Regions from separate parts of the Mus musculus genome. Here all the other regions are linked to region 5. A link is a contact called in public HiChIP or PLAC-seq, Micro-C and promoter capture Hi-C data. All regions are on one chromosome and are shown on one strand. The core of a region is the stretch at or near the end of the contact, and the rest is flanking DNA. Distances in the headings are between cores, read along the strand shown. Region 1 holds the start of Sdc1 (syndecan 1). Region 2 has its middle 100 kb from the start of Nt5c1b. Region 3 holds the start of Ttc32 (tetratricopeptide repeat domain 32). Region 4 has its middle 40 kb from the start of Nt5c1b. Region 5 holds the start of Osr1 (odd-skipped related transcription factor 1). Region 6 has its middle 100 kb from the start of Gm46324. Region 7 has its middle 19 kb from the start of Gm46324.

Region 1 (3,301 bases), core at 372-2,871, 800 kb after region 5:
GGGATAAAGCCTGAGGCTCCGCACCTCGCCTCTGCCTTCCAGGGGTTGGGCAAAGCCGCCAGTGGAAAGGACACCCGGGACTTCACAGCGGGTGCGGGGGCTAGGGGCGTGGACACCCGGAGGGCAGCGCTGACACCTGGCGGCGACCCAGGACCCGGCCCACGTCAAGGACCAGCGCTGCGGGGCGGTTCCCAGGGAAGGGTTACAGGGGCCGAGAACAAAGCGCCCCCGTTGGGGAAGGCGGGCTAGCGGACGGCGGCTGGGGCGGGAGAGCACTTTCTGGGGTACCCTCGACCAAGCTCTTTGTCGGCCAAGCCGCTGATTAGAGAGACCGACCCCCACCAAAGGTGGATGGCTGCATCCTACCCAGAAGCTTTCCCCCACCAGTCGCCAGCTCCACGTTCGTCCCTCTTTCCCCGCGGCCCTACTGGGCGGGCCAAGGGACCCGCCTTCCCTACGCGCGGCTTCAGCACAAAGCCGAGTCGGGGGAGGGGAAGAGCCGTACCGGGGTCCACTCGCGGGGAGGGTCCCCCGCGCGGGCCATGCGGAGGAGGCCCTCCGGGGGCAGCACAACTTCAGCGACCCCAAAGTTGGGTTCTTAGGGTCTTCAGCGTTCTGAAGCCAACTTCCCGGAACCTCCCGCTGCCAGCTCGGCCCGGCTCACCTGGGGCAGCCAGAGAAAAACCGAAGGTCCCTGAGCCACCCTCTTGTGTCCCACAAACAGCCTTAATCCCGTCCCTCCCGCCACCCCGAACGTCAGCTTCCCCCTGTTCCCGCGCCGGCTCTGCTGTGCCCAAACTTGCCCCGGTGCAAAGGGCCGAGCGCCCGGACTCCGCGGCGCTGGGGGTGCAGCCTGCAGTCTGGTTTGAATTAGGGTCTATGGAAAAGGCGTTGTGGCCATGGCCACTGCATCCCTCCGGGACACTGGCGGAGGCCAGGCCGCTGAGATGGCCAGCAAGACAGCAACGGGAGAGAGCAACTCCAAGCGGCGCCTAAGGCCGGCGGAGCGCCTAAGGCCGGCGGACTCAGACCCATGTGGAGTCGTTTTACTTAATTGGGAGCGGGGAACCAATGGAGGTTCCACTCTGCAGGACGCCCGGACCACGAGCTGGGATAGCCTCCTGGCATCCACGGACCGTAGAGGAATTGGGACAGGAGTCCTCATTAAAGGGCTCACCATCCCAGGATCCGCCAGGCAGCGCGGGAAGAAGTCCCCGCTCCCCTCCCCCTCCACGTGCTGCCGCCTGCATGGCATCGGCGAGTGGCGAGTCCCGGCTTCCCGCCGCCTCCCAGCCCTGCCCCGGGCCACACTCACCGGGAGGGCAGGCTGCAGGCGCAGCGCCAGCGCGCAGAGCCAGAGCCAGAGCGCCGCGCGTCTCATGCTGCCCAGACCGGCGGCGGGAGCTCGGTGGGCTTCGTGGATCCGAGTTGCCGGTTGCACGGAGCTCCGGGCCGGCTCTGCTGATTGCTCTGCGCTTTGCTGTCCCAGGCTCCTGCCCAGCTCGCTGCTCTCTCGAGCGAGGGCTGTAGGTTTCGCCGGCTGGAGTCAGCTCCCGACTGCCAGGTCCCTTCCTCTGCGTTAGGCTCTGTCTCCTCTGGCCCGCACCTCTCCCGCGGAGCTCCGCCTTATAATAAACCCAAAGGCTCTGCAGTTGCAAAACTAGCCGCCCACCCCCAGCTCCGCGGGCCTGGGTAGTCCCAATCTCCACCCCTCGGGCCCCGCCCCCTGGGTTGCCCCGCCCCTTGGAGCGCCCCACCCCCCAGGGATCCAGCCACACCCCCTTCCACGCCTCCTAGGATCGAAGCCCACCCCACTCTTCAGCTCTTGCAGGTCTGAGTCCCACCTTCCTCCCCTGAGCACTGGTGAGTGCCGGCAATCTGTAATTCCCGCGTCGCACCTTCCTTGATGCGTAGCTGACGGAGACCCAGGTGCACTCGCTACTATGTCCTGGTCCGGAGTCCGGAGGCACTGCCCTGGAGAAGGGCGATTGTTAGTTCTCTACGTGCGAGGCTGCAGCGCCCTCTGGGCGAGGACACCCAGGGGTCCTCCAGGTGAGCAAGATTTTGGGGGCAACCTCGGAGCCCCACAGCGATGAGGCTATATATAAACCGAGGGATCGATGTATGGTTCCCACCTCCCCACGGGCTGAGGATAGGGGACCCCTGAGGTCTTGGTCCTTTACTTAATTGCTGGGAACTCCAGACCTTTAAAGACCTTTAAAGACATGAGCACTGTCTGGAAGAGCTGGCTTTGTTATTGTTTTTATTATTATTATTATTATTATTATTATTATTATTTTCTTTTTTGCTGTCTTTCTATTTATAGAAAGCCCCTTCTCTTCCTTGTCCAAGACCAAAGGAAAAAATAAATGGCCTCTTTGTTTCCAGGTGACCGCAGGCCTAACCAGCTGCGGAGCTCCAGTTGAATTCCTGTTCCTTCATGATTCTCTATGGGGCCTGGACCTCACAGTTTCCAACGTCCTTCAGACGTGTCAGTCCAAAAAGGAGCCCAGAGAGCCTACAGGCGAGGCAGATAGCAGCGAGAGCAAGGAGGAAGAACCAGCCCTGTCTTGCCCTCAATCTGTAGATGGTGCCAAAGGCCCTTTGCACCTGCAAGGCAGGGGCCATAGATGGCATCCATCCTTGTTCCTCAGCCCCACATCAGCTGGCCTGGACTGAGAAGCTAGATCTGAGGCTCAGCGTCTCGGGAAGTCCCCAGTGTAGACTCTACACTGTGGAACCAGCCTTCTGGGAATTCAACAGCCTCCTTTACACACACCACACCTCCAGCAGTAGCCCAACAACCAGCACCCAGTTGTGTTTGAACACTTTTGTCCTCAGGAAACTCTCCCTTTTGGCGTCTCAGCTGCCCTAGGTCTAACTATGGGCTACATACAGATCCTGCCCAGTTCTTGCCTAGATCCTTGAGGGTCTTGGTAAAGAATACCCAATAGCAAGGCTCAGGAAGGCTTAGGACCTAAAAAGCAGGTGCCTCCTAACACAGTGGCTTTGGGATCTGAAGTCAGCTCTTCAGTCCTTTGAGCCTGATATTTGGAGGAAAATAGGACACTTTGGTATTTTACCTTCCTGTCCTCTCAAAATGGGGGCGGGAGGGGGGGGGGGAGACGGGAACAGGAAGGGACTGATGAGGCTGTTTCATGTTTTAAACATGACCAGCTTGATCTTTCCTTCCAACTGCATAAGTTTAGCCCAGATCAATGAGACAGTAAAGAGGCAACGAAGACGACTCCTATAGGGAGACCCCAAGAAAGGCACATAAAGAAAGGAGGCTATGGTCCTG
Region 2 (3,186 bases), core at 509-3,008, 690 kb before region 5:
GTGTGTGTGTGTGTGTGCGTACCTACCTATAGAAGACAAAAGGAGTTACTGATCCTCTGGAGTTGAAGTTACAAGTGGTTGCAAACCCTCAATATGGTTGAAAGGAACTAAACTCGGGTCTTCTGGGAGAGTAAGAAGTATTGTTGAGCTACGTCCAGTCTCACAGACCACATGTGATGAGAAGGGAGTATGTAAGGAGTGCCAAGCAAAAGGGCTCTTGGATATATTTTTGCCTGGAAACAGCTAAGGTAATTTTTCCAGTTTAGGAATCATCATGTGGGCTGGCAACAGCCATCTGTATATTGGACACAGTCATCATCATGGCCACAAGGGGGTGACACATCAGACAGAATATACAAATCCTCACATCTCTTTATCCAAAGATATTAGCAGAAACCTATAAAGAAGAGGGTTTTGTCTCCTTTTAGGGAAGCCCATTGTGAAAGTGTGATATAAATTGAGAAATATGTGTTATTTTCTTTATCTCCTGTTTGTGACACAAGAACTCTAGGGCCTTGTTTTTCCTGGAGGAGCTTGCATTATGATGAGATGATACTTCCTGGGTTTCTAGATAGAGGTTCACAAGCAATACAATATCTTATGACTATAAGCTTGGAACCAGGAGGGTGACAAGGTCTGGAGATTAAATTAATAATCTGTTATACTTACATGATGAAAACCTCCATAAAAATCCCTAGACTACAGTGTTCAGAAAATGTCGACTGGTGAACAAGAATGCAGTAAGGTTACATGCTCTAACTTCACTGAGGTGAACTTTCTTTACCTGGGATTCATCAGAACCTGCATTGTTCTCCTTTCAAGCTCATTCCAATCCTTTAAAAGTAGACTTTTCAAAAAGGAAAAGGAAAATATAACGAGACTAGGTACATGGAGTAGAAAGTTCATAAACTCAAGAATATATAGTCAACTAAATTTAATAAGAAACACAATGAGAAAACAAAACATCTTCAAAGAATAATGATGGGGAAACTAAATAACCACATGTAAAATAATCAATCAACACACTTACTATATATAACTCATAACAACCACATTGAAATATATCCAACATTTACACATAGATGTAACACTGTACAATTCATGGAGCAAACAGAAAACAAGTTCTCATGCCTTGATTTTGACAAGGGTTTTTGTTTTGGAAATTGTACTAAAAGCTCAGGCAAACAACTACAATCACAGAGTAGAATAGATCACACTGAAGTGTCTACACAGAGAAGGAAAAATAACTACCCAAATTAAAAGGCAGTCTATGAATTGGGAACACATTTTTATAAATTCCTATATTCAATAATGAAATAATTTCTATAGTTCATAAGGAACTTGAATAATTTATAACCAAAAAAAAAAAACAGCAGTAAGGTGTTGTCTGATGGCATGTGCTAATGAGGGTGAACACTAAACCATGTAGTTAGCCTGTGACCCTACAATGCCATCATTGGGAATCCATGCAAATGAAGAGAAAACAGCAGCTGTAAAGATAACTGGGAACATGGGAACCTCTTGTTTACAAGAGAATCTACTTGGGAATCTGTGGTTTGTGATTCATGCCTGAATTGGTACCAGTATTGTGGGAACAAGTCTCTGTTAAATACAGTTAATGTCAGAACTAAGTTAAACTGTAGGAAACCTGTTTGGTATCTGCTGAGGAACTCTTTTCTGGGGCAAGACATCTCCCTGTACCATAGAAGTGTTTGTGTTGGTTGTTAAGAATGTAGTCAGAGGAACCGTTAGCTTTCCCTATTTCACCCAGTGACCTTCAGTTTGCCACAATCCCTTAGACTCATTCTTTCCCACACACAGAAGTCATCTAACAGTTTCCAGATGGCATTTTATATCAACTGCATTTTAAAAAGTCAGCTCTTTGTGTCTTTATTTTATTTTTTTCTTTTAAGACAGTATCTTATAGAGGCCCGGCTGGCATAAACTGCTGTATAGCTAAGGATGACTTTGGATTTCTGAACCTCCTGCCTTCCTCTCCAGAGTGCTGGAATGCCAGCCAGTGAGGAATGCCCCCCACCCCAGTTTATCAGTTGCTGAGGATAAATCCAGTGCCTTGTACATGCTAGACAACCACTTTATCAAGTGTGCTACATCCCCAGACCTCTTAGTATCTTCGTGCTGGTTATTGATCCTGGTTGTGCTTGGTCATTAGAGTTCATTCCAATTATTTCTGTGTCTTCAAACCCATAGTGTCTTGAATCTCTCTGACTTCTTTTTCTGAAACACATTGAGAAACTAAAGTTTTTTTATTCCTTTAGAGCCACCTAGACAATATCTGTTCCTGAACACTACTGATAGATACCCTTGGTGAAAATTTTAAGCATTTCTTGTCTATGTACTGTAACATAATCATAAGAGAATCCCAATGTCAGAGATAAAGAGGATCATTCTTGAATTATGCCTATCGCTATGATAAATTTCTAGATCTCTGAATTTATTAGACATCAATAAAGGTTAATAGCCTAACCATATAATTATTGTGTTATTTGGTAATTAAGATAGAGTTAAAGGTGGACATGTATGTATGCATGTATGTATGCATTATGTATATATACATATGTGTGTGATATTAAAAATATTTGGTAGCCAATAATTTAAGTTATATTTTCTTATTTTTGGTGTGAATGTACATATGAGTGACTATATATAAATATATATGTGCTGTAATCTGCCTCTCAGAATATTTAAATGTTTGCGTTTTGCCATAGTATGTGTATTTTCCAAGTTCACTTCATTTAACATTTCATGATAGATTTCACATATGTGCACTGTTGTCTTATTAGACATTATGCCTCAGATCATTTGTGTGGCTAATATAACAGTACTGTAATGAACCCATTTGTGAATAAAATTTGTTTCAACACTATTATTTTCTTAGAACTTCACATATATACAAGTCAATGATGTAAAAATTACAGTGTTATTTGAGCAATTTGTCTTTTGGAACACATTTTCTGTAGGTATTGGAATTCTAATATACACATTCATATGAATGATACTGGAGTGGGTCCTTTATATGTTATCTTAACATTTACTGTATGTTCACCAACAAGATTTTGCTGACAGGACCCTAATATAGCTGTCTCTTGTGAAGCTATGCCAGTGCCTGGCAAATACAGAAGTTTATGCTCACAGTCATCTATTGGATGGAACCCAGGGCCCCTG
Region 3 (3,313 bases), core at 814-3,313, 540 kb after region 5:
TGGTAGGTCAAACACCCTCCTGTATGGCCACATATCTATGAATAACTGGGGCAGCACAACATGGGATTTGGTAACTTTAAAAAAAAAAGGGGGGGGAAGGGAAGTGGGGGTAGAGGCGAGAGGAATTAAGGTGAGTAGTGGGAGGTGAGGATTATCAAAGACAAAAACACTTTATTAAAAAAAAAGAAATTTCTGTTAACTTTTATGATAATGTAGTACTAAAATGAAAAAGCAATTTTGCCTCTCTGGCTTAATTCCATTTAAGTCTTACAAACAAATAGTCTTCTGTATTAGATCTCATGCAAAGACAAGCTTGCAGTCTACTATAAAGATCTTCCAGGTCCAGTACTACAGCTTGTAATCTCAGCACTTGGGAGGCAGAGGCAGGTGGATCTCTGCATTCAAGGGCAGCCTGGTATGTAGAGGGAGTTTCATGACAGCTGGGGCTACACAAAGAGAGAGAGAGAGAGAGAGAGAGAGAGAGAGAGAGAGAGAGAGAGAGAAATTCCCAGTTTCTCTGTTTCTCTGTGTTCACTCCACACATTACATAAGCGCAACAAAGGCAAATCTTGAAGTAACTAATGCTACATGTGCAGGCATTAGCACAGAAGATAGCCAGGCTGTGAATATCACAAAGAGTAAAAGACTTCACTCTATTACAGTGGAATTGTGAACCTGCAGAGTTGGATCGATTCTCCCGGTTTAACGACCAATTCACAACCAATACAGAGACATTGGGACAAACAATACGGAGGGGCTAAGAGTAAGACTCCCTGATAAGCAGATGTATCAAGAGAGGAGCTGAGACTAGATAATAAATATAGTGAACTGCCAACCTGACCTGCTTCTTCCTGACCCGGCTGACCGGAAACAAAAACCCGGCAGCCTAAAAAGGCTTTTCTACTTTTTTTTCACCAATAGAGCCCCCCACCCCACCCCACCCCCGCTGATGGCTCTGCTATGCTACTACTACACAAGTTCAAAGCTGGATCGGACATGCTTAGGGCTCTGTGCTCAAACTGACCAACCCTCAGTTCCTTAAACCCTCAAAGGAGTGGATCTGCGGGTTCCTGAAATCCTCTTCCGCTTTGCCGAGGGTTTTATCTGTTTGCCCACTCAAGTTTTCTCACCCCTAGGAAACCTTTCCTCATTAGCGGATTCTCTCATAAGCTGTACTTAGTCGTGGCACCCTCCTCCTCCTCCACCACCTCCTCCTCCTCCGCTGCTACCTGCCTGGCTTGAGAGTTTTACTGCCTTTTAATTCCTTAACTGGCAGAAAACAGAATGCAACCAAGACCCCTAAATGTCAAAATTTTTATAATTATCAGATTTTGGCTCGACATACAACCCCGTTTTCTAAAGACTCAAAGCGTAGTGGGAATAGAGGGGTCAGAGTGCACATCTTGATAAGCTGCTCGAACTCAAATATCAAAGTAACAAAGAACTGTACTGGGCAATAAACGTTTCATCGCTGGCTTGATATTCTACAGAAAGGACTCTTGTGATGTTCTAGCGGTGTCACATTAACAACCCTTAACTTCAGGAGTGTGCTGTGACGTCGTGGTAAACACTAACGGGACAGCTGGGTGCAGCGACTGTGCTTAGCTTAAGCGGGTGCTGAACCGGAACCTTCGCGTCCGGAACACAAAGGCGTCGCTGTGGTTCCGAGGACGACCACCTTCCCTGCCCAGAACAGCGGCTTCCTGCCGCCTGGGCCTCTGCGGAGACCAAGGCGTCCCCTCCCCGAAGGACAGGGCTCGGAGGGGATCTTTTCTGGGGAAACCAAGCGGCAGCCCAGGACTCCGCGGTCCGCGCGTGGCTCGGGGACCACCCACGCGCCCAGCCCGCTCTCGCGATAGTTACCTCCCGTGACGCGCGCACTGGCCAATGAAGGCGGAGTACAGCTCCCGGGCCTCGGCAAACTCGCCCCTGGAGAAGCGAGCCTGCGCCGTGGCCAGGGCGGCCGAGCTCTCTCCGCCCTCTCGGCCTGGCCGCAAGGCCATGACCGCCTCACCCGGGTGGAAGCGGAACCACAGCTACCGCTCACGGGACTTCGTTGGCTAAAGGAAAAGGACGTTTGTCCTGTTTGAAGACCCGTAGTATCGCGAGACAACTGGTAGCGCCTGACGCCGTTCGCGGGAAATTAAGAGAATTTAAATCTTTGTGACATGTGTATACATAATTAGATTAGATTAGATTAGATTAGATTAGATTAGATTAGATTAGATTAGATTAGATTAGATTAGATTAGATTAGATTAGATTAGATTAGATTAGATTAGATGGATGATAGATAGACAGACAGACAGTGCCCATGGCCGGGCGGTGGTGGTGCGCATATATCCAGGCAGAATGCTGTATACATAGTAAATAAAGAAGTCTTTAAAAAATTTTTTTTTAGAAAATAATTATAGAAGCAGACAGTAGAGGGCAACATAATATTGCTGTTTTCATTTTAGATACCCAAAATAAGCGTCTAGAGCTATGGCAACAGAGTTAATATTCTGTTACTTTGAAACAAATTTGTCCATGTTTCTGAGTGTGAACTTTCTGTAGTCTCTATGGTAACAATTCTCTGCCACTTCAGTCACTGTATATTTTCCTAAAAAGACTTAGCTTTTTCTCCCATGTGATATATATTCTGTGTATGTCTCTGTGTGTGTCCGAGGATGTGTCTGTGGATGTGAAGACAATGCAAATGCCACATTTCCCTACATTATAGTGGAAGGAAACATGGGATAAACGTCCTTTTTTCCCTTCAGAATTTGTTTTCATGTTTATTTCAAATAATGTCTCAGAAAAACTTTTGATCTGAGCTCTGAGAATAAAGAAAAGTGATTTGTTTTGTTTTTTCGAGACACGGTTTCTCTGTGTAGCCCTGGCTGTCCTGGAACCCACTCTGTAGACTAGGCTGGCCTCGAACTCAGAAATCTCCCTGCCTCTGCCTCCCAAGTGCTGGGATTAAAAGCATGTGCCACCACTGCCCGGTCAGAAAAGTGATCTTAAAGTACATTTCAGCAAAATATAATGAGCTGTGTATGGCAGATGAGAGAGGTCGGCAGTGCCTGTGCAGGTACACTGCTTACCAGAATGCTGGGACCGGCCACATTAGTGCATGCTGTGGCTGCTGGGGTCACATTTAGGCCACTAGAGTACTCTGAACCATGGCATAGCTCGGGATAAGCTTGATGATAACTACAGCATTACTCAAAATCAGTTAATTCATGTTTATTACAAAGAAAAGAGACCAAATGCTTCCTCTTGAATGAGGCTTGTAGTCTTTAAAACTTCAAATAATAAAAAGTCTTAAAATG
Region 4 (3,308 bases), core at 473-2,972, 760 kb before region 5:
CACTCTATGCTACCATTTTTTGGCAGAACCCTAGTGTGAGCCATCTATCTTATTCATATTTGAGGCCCAAACATTTTTGTTACCTCATGTTTCTTTCTTCCCTCCTGATTTCCTGACATTTCCAGTTCCTGCCAAATAGTTTTTGATTAGGTTGCATAGGTTCCTATCTGTATGTGATGGTGCTTTCATTCATGGTTTATGTTGAGGATAGAAGGGAAAGAATGGAAGATTGACAGAATATTTGGTGATAATGATTTTGCAGCTAAAATTGACCTCAGAGTAACTGGTTAAAAGTTGAAAATCAAGTAATGTACTACTAACTTGTCTTTAGAGAGCTATAATTCCTTATAACAACTGAGGGAAATATGGAAGAGAGTCTGAAGACCTCGAAGTCATACTCAGTAATGACTATGGTTTCATAGTGTCTTTCTTAGTTCACAGGAGAATAACAGTACATTTTGTGAGTAAACTGGACATTGATTATTTCATTTAGTTGTCATAGTAATGCTATAAAGCAGATATTATATTCTTATTTCATAAGTACTACAATTCTATGAAGTAGATATTGTATGCCTGTGTTATAAAGACCAAGCCTCATTTAATTTGGAGTAAATGCCTACCTGTGCCATAAATGTTAAGTATCAATGTAAGAACAGTTTCCAGCTCTGTCTGTCTGTCTGTCTGTCTCCAAGGTTTAAGCTTATTACCACATTCAGATTACTTTAAAACTTTATTGTAACTCATTTTAAAAAAATGGGTTTATATCACTTTCTTCTCTTTTCAATAAAACTATAGGAGACTTGTTCAGTGGATACTTTAAATATGCATAAAAGGATCTCAAATTACTATAAAGAATTTTTGACAGAACAGTCAACCTCCAGATATCCTTCTATTCCTAAGTCTGTGATCTCAAAGTAATTTTACTTCCCAGATAAGCATTCTAGCCAGAAGTGGCAAATGCATGAGCAATCTGCTATCATGATGAGCTTGGGGGTTCAGAGGGTCTCACAATTAGTGACAGATACGTGGCAGAATGACGTCATTTCCAACAGAGAATCCATTGAGCTCCTGCTTCATGGATTCTGTCTACCATTCCATGGATCCATCTCAGTGATGAGAGTTGAAAGGGAATTTTAAGTTATATTATCGATATGGCATTGCTTATGCAACTTATTTCTGTTTTCATCAAAGTAACTACTTGTGTGTTGTGTATTATTGGGAGTGAAGAAAGAGAGAAATACAACCAAGATTTTGGAACTCAGTAAAACCACATGGTGCAATCCAATGTTAGCATTAAATCCTGTAAAATGAGAATGATATTTATAGCTTTTTAGTAGTTATAATTACTGAGATATTATAACTCATAGGGTCAAAGTTTCATGAAGTCACTGTGAGTAACTTTGGTCATTTCCCTAACTACCATACTGGTGGAGTTCATGCCAATCTAATTGGAAATTATTACTATTGGAAGTCACTAAGTTTCAGGGAATGTTGACAGCCTGAGTTAAATACTATGCTCATTGTTTGCAGCTTGCTCTCACCACTGACAGTTTGAAGGGAGTACCCAGAAATACTTTAGTAGTGACACAGCCTGTAAGGACATTGGATTTAATTGAATAAGATGGAAGAAGAGGTAGTTACTTTCACTAGAAAGATAATTCTATTTCTGTTGCTTTCAGGAGAATGGATATGAGTAATACATTGTGTGGTTAGGCTATGGGCTACGAGAGCTTCCGAGAAGAAGATGAGGTTAAGCAAGTATCCTGAGTCACCCTAAACTGAGTAGACTCAGAGCTAGAAAGTTTCTTCCTGTCAGCTTTCCTACTTTAAAGGCATTAATGTTATTAAGGTTAGACATATGCAAGAGTATCAACTCGTGTGTTTTAAAAAGCCCTGTACTGAATGAGGTAGTTTTGTATACTACCAAATTCAATTTAGATTAACAGTATTTTTCCTACTTTTTTTCACTTGAAAAATGAAATATAATTGTACATCTCTATTAATATTTTTGTTTCAGGAAATACTGAAATAATAAATAAATTCTTTTTATTTTCTATTTTACCTTTCTTCTTCAAAATGCAGGTAACCCTGTTTAATGTGAAAAGTTTCTTAACTCATGAATTCTACATCTTATGCCACGAATTCTAGTATATTGTAGGCTAGATATCATAAAAATAATAACCTTTGGTTATATTTTAGCAAATAATTTGCTTTTGCTTATTTACATTAACATTGTTGGTTGAAAAGTATGATATATTATCATAAATGATCATTTGAGTTCATGAACCCAGTGATACTAGAATCTAGAAGGAAGGGAGGACAGTCTTAAGAGGAAGTAGGCTTAAGGCAAATCTTGTAAATTAATTCAATCTGGAATCTTGGACTCTGTTCCCTGAGTCTAAGTTGATTAGACACTGTAAAAATCAATTGGTCAAACATAATAATGGATGTGTACAAATTGGCCTCAATTTGACTATGTATTTCTTCTGTAACATTTCAGTCTCTTAAGTATTGCATTGTGTCTTAATAATACAGTTTGTTTCTTTCAGTAGTACTGAGGATCAACCTCAGGTTATTATGTGTTCTAGGCAAGGACTGTATCACTAAAATATATACTCATCCCTTTTACGATTTTAGTGAGGCTTTGTTGTTCTTACCCTATAGCCCAGGCAGTCTTCAATTTGTTACAAGCCAATGTCATTAGGCACAGCATATAATCCTACTGTTTAGAGTTTAAAGGGCTACAGACTGAGGAAAACTGAGAGAGAGAGAGAGAGAGAGAGAGAGAGAGAGAGAGAGAGAGAGAGAGAGAGAGAGAATATGAGCTAATGTCCAGAGCTGATATTTTGTAATCCTCAATTTAACTTTAGTCTTAGAATTCCAAGCTAATATAAACTATCCTTTGAGTGCTGCAACTTAGAAATAGGGAAAGATGCTGCACTGTGGTGGCACATGCCTTTAATCCCGGCACTCAGAAGGTGAGGTAGGTGAATCTCTGAATTCAAGGCCAGCCTGGTCTACAGGGCTACACAGAAAAATCCTATCTTGAAAAATAAAAAATAAATAAATAAATAAAAAATTAAAACATAAAAGAAATATAAAAAGGCTCAGAATAAGCCACTATTCACATGTCTGTCCTGAGAGATGTCCCAGACTCCTTAGGAAGGACTCACACTTCCCGTGCTCGCATCTCATGTACGTATTTCTTTCCAGAACAAGGGCAGCTCTCCTTGCCTTGTTTCATCTTAACTGTTTTTACTGCTGAATAAATATTTCAGAATTTGGAATGTTTCCACTCACAATCATGT
Region 5 (3,177 bases), core at 110-2,609:
CAAAGAAACCTATGCTGCTAACCTCTGCTCCGGAGCCCACCCGGCTTGTGCAGCAGGGGCTGTTGAGGGAGGACGCGGGAGATTTTTGTTTGTTTGTTTTTTGGTTTTTAATCAAGGATACTGCTGGTGGAAGGTAAGATTCCTTCAGCAAGCAGCCGCCCTTGTCTCTCTCATTTTGACTTCCCATCTTTTCCCCTTAAACCTGGATTAGGCTACTACCAAAGGAGCAAAATAGAATCCCCACGCTAGAGGTATCTGCAGCCTCCTGATTGTTCTGCTTCTGGGTCGTCCGGTTCTCCAGTTAGAAAACAATGTTCGTTTGTGTCCCCCACCCCCAGCATAGTTCTCCCTACACCAGAGACAATCGAAGGTTATGATTTGCAGGCCTGGGGACACACTGAAACCCTCTAATAGAGACCATCCCAAGCAGAGTCCAATTGTGAGGTGGATGTCAGACTCGCAGCAGCCCTGTGGTCCTGGGGTTTGAAGGCTTCGAGTCTAAAGTACAACTCTGCAAAAGAAGAATTCGTTTTAAAGCCCAACAGAGTTGGGGCAATGCACCTGTCCAGGATGCTGAAAGCTTAGGTTATGACCATCAACACTTTCTCCCCTCTTCCTCAGCTAAGGGGGGATAAGTCTGAATTAAAAGGCACCCTGCAGGAAAAAAAAAAAAGTTTGTGTTCTCTGAAGTTGCTCTAGTTTCTTAAGGGAAGCCTGCAGAGTGCCTTATAAAATCTGTGGGCACCTTACTAGAATACTGGAATTCTAGCTAGCCAAACACGGCTGCACTCAATGGCTCAGGCCCTTCTGTCTCCTTCCTTCCTCCCGAGGTCAGAGGCCAACAAGGACCCAGAGTTAGAAGTCTTTGAACCAGCATCCCCATCAACTCTACGTTGCAACTGCTCTCACTTTCACGGAGATCTTGCAGCCTTCCTTTGGCCAAAAGAACCGCCTTTGAGGACACTGAAAAGAGGAGGCACCAGCTACAACAGGGAACCAGAAGTGAATCTTGCGGGCTTTCGCCTCGCTGAGCCCAGGCGCCCCAGGGCTGCAGTTACCTTGTTCCGCCGCGGTCCCAGGGCAGAGCGCGTCTGTGAGGGTCGCTGCGCTGGACTTGAGTGACCAGAGACTCTGGAGCCGACTGGCACCCCTGGCGAACTAGACTTCTGACGCTTCTGTAGCTGCGGTGACTCCAAGAGTCGGACACGCGGGAGCGCTTCACAGCCCCGGAGTTCTACCCGCCGGGGTCTGCTGAGCCTCGCTCCTGGCTCCCTTTCTGAATCTGAACCAGTGCCGGCGAGAACTTGCTGGGGAGAGGCCGAGCTACGTCTCACTCATCCCTTAGCACCGAGCCGCCTACTTATTTTAATCCACCTCCCCCTAACCCCCCTCCCCTTGCCGTGCGATTTCTCCCCTCCCTCCCCTGCCCCCCAACTCTGCCTGCGCCTGCGCATTGGGAAACAAAGTTTTGCTGACCCGGGCAGCGGACTTTGGCAGCTGTGCTAGCCTGCCTTCTGCTTCTCCTGACCGGTGTCCCCTCCCTGATAATCCCACTCGACACTTTCTGTGTGTGTGTGTGTGTGTGTGTGTGTGTGTGTGTGTTTCTAAGACACATAAGATCAAGCAGTAGAAGAAACATATCTTACGGATAAGAGAGGACTAGAACCGAGCATTTCGGAGTTCTGTTCTGGAGCTTTGGGACCTATGGTGGCACCACCTATGAAAGCGGATAGGAGCCTAGGGTGTCCCCACACCAGCACCTTAGGCATACACTCAATTTGTAATCTGACAAAGTCGCTGCCGCTCTTCTTAAGATTTCCTCCTAGAAGTGACAGACTCCTGGTGTGGAGCAGCGCTCCTGACACCAAATAGTGCTTGAGACCTGGGCAGCGATTCTAGCAGAGCTGGCTGGTTCCTGGTGCGGAAGGACAGAGATTACTGACTGCGCGAGCCATAACATCCGAGTGCCTATGGCTGACCACAGACTCTGGGGTGTGGAGTTCCACAGAAACGTCCATGGCAGAGCGTATGAGGAGAAGAAGAGCTAGTTACTTGAACTGCAGACCTCCCCGGAATTCCATTCTAAAGCTCCAATCACATATTCTTTTTAGAGTGGATGGGAGTTTTAAAGAGCAGCTAAAGGCACTGGGACCCCTGGGCCTGCGGGGCTGGTTTGGGTGGAGTTTGTAGAGGGAGTTGGGACCTAGAACAACTACATCCTTGCTGTCTGCTTCTTACACAGCCCCAAATACCTCTTTACTATTGATCCCTGGAACTGACCTAAGGCTGACCCCAGTCAGCTGTCATTCCTCCCTACCACCTTTCTGGAATGCCTTACCTGGCTTTTTCATGGAAGATGGTGAGGTTTTCTGACTTCCTGACTTTGCCCCAAAGTTACTACTGCAGAGTGGCTCTTGTCACACACACACACACACACACACACACACACACACACACACACACTTCCTGGGGAGTAGGTGCCACTCTCACACATTGAAACAGTCCTTTTGGAAGAGTCACCTACTCCTCAGCTTTACTGTGCAAGACTGATCCCATGTGATCTCTTGAGGTAGCAGGAGTTTGATTCCTAATATAGGGAGTGATGATGGAGGATGGGCCACATCCCTCCTCCCACCTGCATAATTGAAACAGACTTGGTATTCGCAAACTTTTAGAATGGAACATAGCTTCCAGACTCTGGCTAACTTTGGCTAGAGCAGGGAAGGAACAAGAGAAAGGGCTATAGTTTACTCAGGAGCCCACTCCCACCTCCAGCACCCCACTGGTTACTGTTCAAGTAAGAGACCCACATAAGTGTGCCTATGTGCCTGGAATCTTAGCAGCTGTCAGTACTAGCAGGATCCTGGAAGCAGAGGGAGCTGAGGTCACCCCATTCCAATAGCTGGGGACACAGCAACAAAATCCAGTCAGGAATCCCAGGACTTCCTTCCACTTAGGCTCAATGTGTTCCCATAGTAGGCAAAGCTTGGATAATTTCCATGCTAAGGGCCAAAATTTCCCAAAAGAGTTAAACAAAATAAAACCTCTGCTTATTAGCTAATATACACTTGAGAAGAGCAACAACTCTACATCAAAAGTACAGACTCTCCTGAGACATATATGCACTAGCCCCTTATCCCCCAGGAGTCCATGCAACACAGTCCTCTATTTCATCAT
Region 6 (3,238 bases), core at 615-3,114, 610 kb before region 5:
ATATATGTTCTAAGACTTTACTGCCCCTTGACCTTCAGTGGGGATATAGTTCTCAAGAAAGACTGTCCAAAGGGCAAGATGTAAATAGAACACTGCTTTGGGTCTCTTACCAGGCTTTGCAAACACCAAGTGTGAGGATGGTTGATTCCTACACTAACCAGGCATTAAATAGCAGGCCAACACATGGTGGAGTGTTCCCATGCTTACCTATAGGGTCCTGTGACACGGCTGGGGCTGGGACCAGCATATCTTTAAAGGGATCTGTGGTGTCCCCTTCAGTAGACATATTTCTTCTTACAAACAGGCCTTGATGACAGTGGAGACAATGCGGTGACCTCCATGGCTTTTCTGAGATGCTGGTGGGGAGATTTTAGGAAGAAAATTGTGTCTGGCATCAGATTTTTTTTGTCTGTTTTGTTTTGTTTTATTTTATGATTTTGGAAACAAGAATATTGGCATAGAAAGAACATTTTTGAGGTCTTCCAACACTTTTTTTGATTTTCTTACCACAGTCTTATATTATTTATGAGAACTGTTCCACCCCAGGCAGGCGCAGGTGCTTTCCTGGAATTCCCAGGCCCTACCAGCAGCTGAAAGGAAGTTGGAATATCTTAAATGGATATATAAGCTACTATTAATATGGGATTGGGTGGAGGCAAGCCTTTCAAGCCATGGTTCTCAACCTTCCTAATGCTGCAACCTTTTAATATAGGTCTTAATGTTGTGGTGACCCCCAACCATAAAATTATTTTCATTGCTATTTTATAACTGTAATTTTGCTACTGTTATCATGTAACTGTCTGTGTTTTCTAATGGTACTAGGTGATCCTGGGAAACCCCCAGTGGGGTGACCCACAGATTGAGACCACTGCTTTAAAGTCTCTCGTCTTCCTCTGTGCACCTTGGGACAGGACCTTTCTACAGCTTGGATGCAGACATGTTCCTGGCCTCACCCACACCTTTTTTTTTTTAAATGAATTCCTTCAGAACATGAAACAGCATTTGTGTATTTTGAAAAGTCAGGGGCAGTGTTAAATGTTCCTACTTTGAGACAAAGCACATTGCCTCTCTCATTGTGGTGCTGGGGAAGAAACACCAGCAGCTCCAAGCAAGCGAGCAAGCACAGGTCTGTAACTAGGTCTCTCAAGTGCCAGGTTTCCCCCCTGAAAGCTAGAGCCCCTGAGAATCAGCAGAGGGGCTCAGCTGCAGTTAATTTTCATTTGCTGTTTGTATATAAATGCTTTTAGTACTTAAACTAAATTCAGATCAATTAAACTAATGTTGTTTGACATAATATCCCTTACTCCAAAATCAATATCCCTTCATTTGACAGACTTATTCTTGAATTCAGGATGTTTATTGTTCTTAAAGCTTACCTATAGACCTGGTTTTTGTCTTTAATGATATAAAACAGCTCTTCCTCAAATACTGTACGCCAGCATGTAATGGGGTTCAAATTTCTCTGGTAAATATCTTTAATTGTACCATCATGCCTTTTAATCTCAACAGCACACGATGCCTCCTTTCCTGTCTCCATTTGTCTCCTTGGTTTTAAATATGTTCCTTTCACTGTGTCTCTTTAGAAGGAAATGGGATGAATGAGAAAAGCAGGCTGGGATTCCAGGACCAGTTTTCATTCTTTCCAAACACAGGGGGTCCATGGAGATCCTTTTAACCAGGCTATCTGATTGGGGCTATTCATCCTTTCAGAGACCCTCAGACCCCTCCTGTCCCAACCCTTTACCATACAGTGACACGGAGCTACTAAGATGTACCCCAATTCCATCTGTGCTCCTTTCCCCATACCTTGTGATTCTTCTTCACCCTGCCTCAGGCTCTTATAAATCTTGTTGTGTTTTCACTGGCCTTTGTCCAGAGACAGGGCCTGCTCAGCTCTAGGGAGTACAGCACTGGGCTCATTTATCACTTGAACAGTGGGAATGGGGACCAAACAGTAGGGTTTTTTTTTTCTTTTTTTTTTGCCATCACCATGGCAAAGGTCTGTGCACAGTTGCCTAATTAGACAAATGTGGTTTTTGTTTGCCAAATTGCCCTGCCATGGCACTTTAGCCCAGGGTGGACTTGCCTACTTCAGGGTAAAGGAAATGACCAGCTGAGAAGAGCATCTCTCTGTGAGAGCACAGGAGTGGAAGGCTGTAGTTTTCCTTCTGTTTGACTTTTTTTTTCTGGCAAATGTTTCACCTAAATTAATATTCATTGGAGAGATAAGTATGGCATTTGTGAAAACTGTCATCAGCCACTGAAATACACCCAGCTTTGCTCTGTGACCAGCTTTAAGACCAAGTGTAGCTTGTGAAACCTGAGCTGAGCCTGCTTCTCTCAGTCTCCCTACCAGAGAGACTTCTACAGTGAAATGTATCCAGACCCTTGAAGAAAGTTATTATACGCACACATTCACGCACATACACACATGCACACACATGCATACACAGTACTATATACACTCCACACACATACACGCACACACACATGCATGCACACATGTACATACACACATACACACACTATATACACCACGCACACACATGCATGCACACACACACATGTATACACAAACTATACACACTACACACATGCATACACACATGTACATGCATATGTATATACACACATACACACACATGAATGCATTTGCTTGCAGTTCCTTTTGATTTTCTTCAACCTTTTCTGAAAGGGCAGAGAATAGAGCCATAGATGTGGCTGAGCTCAGTGTCCATTAGGCTTCAGAAAAGGACAGAATCTAGACTACTCTACTGCATATTGGTTTCTGTAAATGGAGGGCATAGATGTTTTCTAGAATGACAGTCAGACAACACAGCTTGATAAGCATTCTAAAAAATGACTGTACTTGCCACCCTCTGCTTCCTTGCTTCCCTTTCGTCTTAGATTTATTATTCTCCCTGCCCCCACTTTTCTTTCTTCTTACCTCATTCTTCTCTTCTGCAACACACCATCTGCAATAATGTGCCCACATGCTATAAACATGGTTATAGTAAATCCTTCATAACTGTGGGCATTGGTGAGTGAGAACCCCAGGTCCAAGCTTCACCATGCTCCCTGTCTGTGGTCGACTGTGTTCCTGCCCCAGGGATGCCTTTGATCATTTCTCTGGTGATCACACCTGGCTGTACATCATATACAGCCCTCCAGATTCAAAGTGTCTTCAGCTGATTGCTGCCTTCATCTCCTCCTAGCCGCCTGTTTACTCACTGTGAGG
Region 7 (3,025 bases), core at 310-2,809, 520 kb before region 5:
TAACATGAATCCCTTCCTGCCTAGTAGTACCCTAAGGTGTTTATGCTCATATATTCTGGTACCATGATTGTAGTGCCAGTAGGTTCCATGCAAGTTGACAAAGAAGGGGAGTAACCATTAGTACTACGCAGTTATAATGCTTATGAACCATGACAATGAATGACCAGTACAGTAAGATATCCATAAAGGTGTAATGGCGGGTCCCATGTTGGTAATCTAACATTAAACAGTAAGCCCTAGCTGGGCAGTGGTGGCACATGCCTTGATTCCTAGCCACTTGGGATGCAGAGGCAGGCAGATTTCTGAGTTCGAGGTCTACAGAGTGAGTTCCACGACAGCTAGGGATATACAGAGAAACCCTGTCTCAAACAAAAACAAAAACAAAAACAAAAACAAAAACAAAAACAAAAACAAAAACAAAAACAAAAAAACCCCAAAAAACAAAAAAAACAGAACAACAACAACAACAAAAAACCCCAACAACAAAGCAAAACAGTAAGCCCTGAAATTATATACAAACAAGCAGTATTAAATAGACTCAATGGGATGTGTGTGTGTGTGTGTGTGTGTGTGTGTGTGTGTGTGTATGTATGTTTGAGTGTTTGAGTGTTTGAGTGAGTGAGTGAGTGAGTGAGTGAGTGAGTGAGTGAGTGAGTGAGTGACAGAGAGAGGAGCAGAGGAGCATAGGGAGAGAGAGAATAATCAAAGAAAAAGAGGGAGTGAGAGCAGATAGGAGGAGGAGTTGAAGGACAGAGCAGTGCTTTGCAGAGTGCAGACTGGAGGCTTGAAAGGAAAGGATAAAGGTACTATAGGTATATTTTAGTTAAAATTTGAAAAAAGCTTTAAAAGATATTAACAAAAATGTATATTGAACAACTAAGTGGGTCAAACAAATGTCCCCACTAGTTATGACTTTAGGTTGGAGAAGTGAATCCTTAAGCCCCTGATGAGAATCAGCTTGGTGACACTGGAGAAAACACATTGGTGCCATGGTACAGGGCACAGTCATTTCACAGGCCAGAGCTTTATGGTTCAGATCTTTATGGGAAAGAGACCCTGCCTCAGTCTGGAGTACAGGAAAAGAGACATGAGAACTTGGATGTGAGCAGCTTGTGCTGGAAGAGACTAGGTTCAAATCCATGCTACCTTCTTTCCTAATCTGTGAATGAAGGTGGAGTGAATCAGCAAAGAGGACCAAGTCTCTGAGGTGGAGGGCAGCCTTCTGCTGTGCGTACATGAAGCCCGCAGGCTCCAGGCAGCAGCGATCAAACTTAATGTGATCAGGCCAAGACTGTGTTGGCTTTGGATGGGATTTGACTCCTGTGTCTTCATTTGTTAAATTCACCTTTCTCATTTCATGCAACTTACTTTTATCACAACCACGTCCTGACAAACCCAGCAAGTCTTTTGAAATGTCCATCTTTTTCTTAAGCGTAGTTTTGTAAACTCCTAATCGTATTTGTTTGTTTTAATTGAACAAATATGTTCTATGTCATGGGTACAAGTGATGGCTCCTAATTGGATTCATGCTAGCTCGGCTTGTAGTTACAGAGGATGGGTTTCTCTGGTTCTGGTTGGGCTTGTGGAGGGGGAGATAACTTTAAAGCTTGATTAAAGCACGTTTCTCTAATGTCAGGGTTCCCTCTGAAGAAGCGGGTGTAATCTGTAGGGAACAATGGAGACTTGCTCAACTTTAAAAAGTCAGAACAGAAGTTTAAAAAAACAACCCTCCGTCCAATTTTCAACAGGATTGTATAATGTTCAAAAAATGAAAAAAATCCCCCCCACTGTAACCGCAGGAAGCCAAGCATTAAAGTCAGAAAAAGAGAGAGGCCCCCAACTCCTCCCCCAGAATGCATTGCACCATATTGTTTTCCTTTCGTGCTTGCCGATTTCATAGTTTCATTTTCTGTACGTTAAAAAAAAAAAAAAAGACTTAAGAAAATATTCGTTAGCGGTTTCTGTCTAAATCTCATCATCTAATTATTTTCATAGTGAACATTTGAAATGGCAGAAGCAATTCTGCCAAGAGCCCTCTCTCCCTGGATTCCAGGAGATGTTTCACAATAATTAGAAACCCCAATGGGTCTCTTAAGAACCCTTAAAGGGTTCCATATGCAGACTCCCATATGAAGTGGGACAATGTGTAGTTCTTCATTTTCCACAATAGGGCTTGACAGGTCTTAATGTATATTATTACATTAAATGAGATGCACATTAGTCGGTCAGACTGCTGGGTAGCTGATCATAATTCACGGAGAAATGCAAGCCAACCCAGTAACCTCATTATTTCCTCCTTCCTCATCACATGTACTCACACGTGCACACATATTCACAAAACAGGCGCGCGCACACACACACACCGCACACACACACACACACACACACACACACACACACACACACACACACACACACACACACTGACAGAGTACTATTAATCACTGTGTAAATATCCAAGTTCTCATTGGCTGTTTGTACCTTGAGTGTGAATAAATAGAGTGTGGTTTACTGGAGTTTCAAAGTTAGATTTAACACATCTCAGGCAAGAAACACCTAGGCTAAACTAGGCATCATTCAAGAGCTACATACCACCCACTTTCCATTGAAGCAGTAGAAGACCTTAATTTGATGTTTGGGCAGAGAGATACACTTGACCTTCAATAAGCCAAATAATTAAAGCATCTTCTACTTAAAATACATGATATAACTAGATCTTGAAATTCTGTTGCTCATCTACGAGATCTGTGTAGGTGACAGGAAATGGTCACATCATTTTTTAGGGTTCCTTTTTGACTGTCTATTGCAGACCATTAAGGGATGTTTACCTATTTTACATTAACTAGGAAGATCCAATTTGAAACACTTTTGTTGATAGCAGTATTCTGTCTTGTTCTTTATAAGTTACGTGTAGTCCTTGGGTAGATAATGAGTCATTGGTAGTTTATTGTTCTCTGATGAGATTTCTAGAGAGTGATCTTTGATATTTTGTAAACAAATGATACATATAGACCCCCAGTGTGAA

What was found. Promoter capture Hi-C pulls out the DNA fragments that hold promoters and counts their contacts. Hi-C and Micro-C count contacts between places; a contact is called where the count stands out from the background. HiChIP or PLAC-seq counts read pairs in DNA pulled down with a chosen protein or histone mark.
Region 1: a contact with region 5 is called in a Micro-C map of embryonic stem cells, with 8 times the contacts expected there. The contact joins the promoter of Sdc1 here to the promoter of Osr1 in region 5. A contact is called at or near these places in 3 of 39 promoter capture datasets (all in embryonic stem cells), 14 of 484 Hi-C or Micro-C datasets (all in embryonic stem cells), 2 of 115 datasets of contacts at active chromatin or transcription factors (both in embryonic stem cells) and 1 of 9 other capture datasets (embryonic stem cells).
Region 2: an H3K27ac HiChIP or PLAC-seq map of the NIH/3T3 cell line shows a contact between it and region 5, with 13 times the contacts expected there. The contact joins the enhancer-like site here to the promoter of Osr1 in region 5. A contact is called at or near these places in 11 of 39 promoter capture datasets (HPC-7-derived erythroid cells, the SN4741 cell line, cranial neural crest and 7 more), 1 of 484 Hi-C or Micro-C datasets (cortical neurons), 9 of 115 datasets of contacts at active chromatin or transcription factors (the NIH/3T3 cell line, craniofacial prominence, embryonic fibroblasts and 6 more) and 2 of 9 other capture datasets (adipose tissue and embryonic stem cells).
Region 3: a contact with region 5 is called in an H3K27ac HiChIP or PLAC-seq map of cardiomyocytes, with 5 times the contacts expected there. The contact joins the promoter of Ttc32 here to the promoter of Osr1 in region 5. A contact is called at or near these places in 16 of 39 promoter capture datasets (the 3T3-L1 cell line, 3T3-L1-derived adipocytes, the C10 cell line and 9 more), 18 of 484 Hi-C or Micro-C datasets (B cells, the C2C12 cell line, cerebellar granule neurons and 7 more), 15 of 115 datasets of contacts at active chromatin or transcription factors (the NIH/3T3 cell line, astrocytes, cardiomyocytes and 11 more) and 1 of 9 other capture datasets (adipose tissue).
Region 4: a contact with region 5 is called in a promoter capture Hi-C map of the SN4741 cell line, with 4 times the contacts expected there. The contact joins the enhancer-like site here to the promoter of Osr1 in region 5. A contact is called at or near these places in 10 of 39 promoter capture datasets (the 3T3-L1 cell line, the HPC-7 cell line, the SN4741 cell line and 6 more), 1 of 15 datasets of contacts at CTCF or cohesin (the NIH/3T3 cell line), 2 of 484 Hi-C or Micro-C datasets (adipose-derived mesenchymal stem cells and muscle stem cells), 6 of 115 datasets of contacts at active chromatin or transcription factors (the NIH/3T3 cell line, embryonic fibroblasts, embryonic hindbrain and 3 more) and 4 of 9 other capture datasets (adipose tissue, embryonic stem cells, liver and 1 more).
Region 6: an H3K4me3 HiChIP or PLAC-seq map of stem cell-derived neural progenitor cells shows a contact between it and region 5, with 6 times the contacts expected there. The contact joins the enhancer-like site here to the promoter of Osr1 in region 5. A contact is called at or near these places in 7 of 39 promoter capture datasets (the 3T3-L1 cell line, HPC-7-derived erythroid cells, the SN4741 cell line and 4 more), 1 of 484 Hi-C or Micro-C datasets (cortical neurons), 9 of 115 datasets of contacts at active chromatin or transcription factors (craniofacial prominence, embryonic forebrain, embryonic hindbrain and 6 more) and 1 of 9 other capture datasets (embryonic stem cells).
Region 7: a promoter capture Hi-C map of maxillary cranial neural crest shows a contact between it and region 5, with 9 times the contacts expected there. The contact joins the enhancer-like site here to the promoter of Osr1 in region 5. A contact is called at or near these places in 15 of 39 promoter capture datasets (the 3T3-L1 cell line, the C10 cell line, HPC-7-derived erythroid cells and 10 more), 3 of 484 Hi-C or Micro-C datasets (3T3-L1-derived adipocytes, the MC3T3-E1 cell line and palatal mesenchyme), 5 of 115 datasets of contacts at active chromatin or transcription factors (bone marrow-derived dendritic cells, craniofacial prominence, forebrain and 2 more) and 1 of 9 other capture datasets (embryonic stem cells).

What each region holds. Positions count from the first base shown.
Region 1 is chr12:8,769,716-8,773,016 of GRCm38.p6, reverse strand. It overlaps Sdc1 (syndecan 1), which reads right to left and starts at 1,621. Exons shown (of 5, transcript NM_011519.2): 1 at 1,316-1,621. The coding sequence starts at 1,381. Gm4755 (a long non-coding RNA gene) reads left to right here and starts at 1,746. Exons shown (of 3, transcript XR_381238.4): 1 at 1,746-2,052; 2 at 2,389-3,301.
Region 2 is chr12:10,264,948-10,268,133 of GRCm38.p6, reverse strand. No RefSeq gene overlaps it. Among named protein-coding and RNA genes, the nearest start is that of Nt5c1b, 100 kb to the left of the region's middle. Within about 2 kb of position 1,758, at least 19 of the 459 cell types and tissues checked have an H3K27ac peak or open chromatin away from gene starts, as enhancers often do. A contact at or near this core is called in the NIH/3T3 cell line, where this site is marked.
Region 3 is chr12:9,028,747-9,032,059 of GRCm38.p6, reverse strand. It overlaps Ttc32 (tetratricopeptide repeat domain 32), which reads right to left and starts at 2,063. Exons shown (of 3, transcript NM_029321.2): 1 at 1,864-2,063. The coding sequence starts at 2,003. Wdr35 (WD repeat domain 35) reads right to left here. Exons shown (of 27, transcript NM_001159527.1): 27 at 3,213-3,313.
Region 4 is chr12:10,327,990-10,331,297 of GRCm38.p6, reverse strand. No RefSeq gene overlaps it. Among named protein-coding and RNA genes, the nearest start is that of Nt5c1b, 40 kb to the left of the region's middle. Within about 2 kb of position 1,722, at least 32 of the 459 cell types and tissues checked have an H3K27ac peak or open chromatin away from gene starts, as enhancers often do. A contact at or near this core is called in the NIH/3T3 cell line, the SN4741 cell line, adipose-derived mesenchymal stem cells and 1 more, where this site is marked.
Region 5 is chr12:9,572,624-9,575,800 of GRCm38.p6, reverse strand. Osr1 (odd-skipped related transcription factor 1) reads right to left here and starts at 1,359. Exons shown (of 3, transcript NM_011859.3): 1 at 1,059-1,359.
Region 6 is chr12:10,178,172-10,181,409 of GRCm38.p6, reverse strand. No RefSeq gene overlaps it. Among named protein-coding and RNA genes, the nearest start is that of Gm46324, 100 kb to the right of the region's middle. Within about 2 kb of position 1,864, at least 14 of the 459 cell types and tissues checked have an H3K27ac peak or open chromatin away from gene starts, as enhancers often do. A contact at or near this core is called in neural tube and stem cell-derived neural progenitor cells, where this site is marked.
Region 7 is chr12:10,094,780-10,097,804 of GRCm38.p6, reverse strand. No RefSeq gene overlaps it. Among named protein-coding and RNA genes, the nearest start is that of Gm46324, 19 kb to the right of the region's middle. Within about 2 kb of position 1,559, at least 6 of the 459 cell types and tissues checked have an H3K27ac peak or open chromatin away from gene starts, as enhancers often do.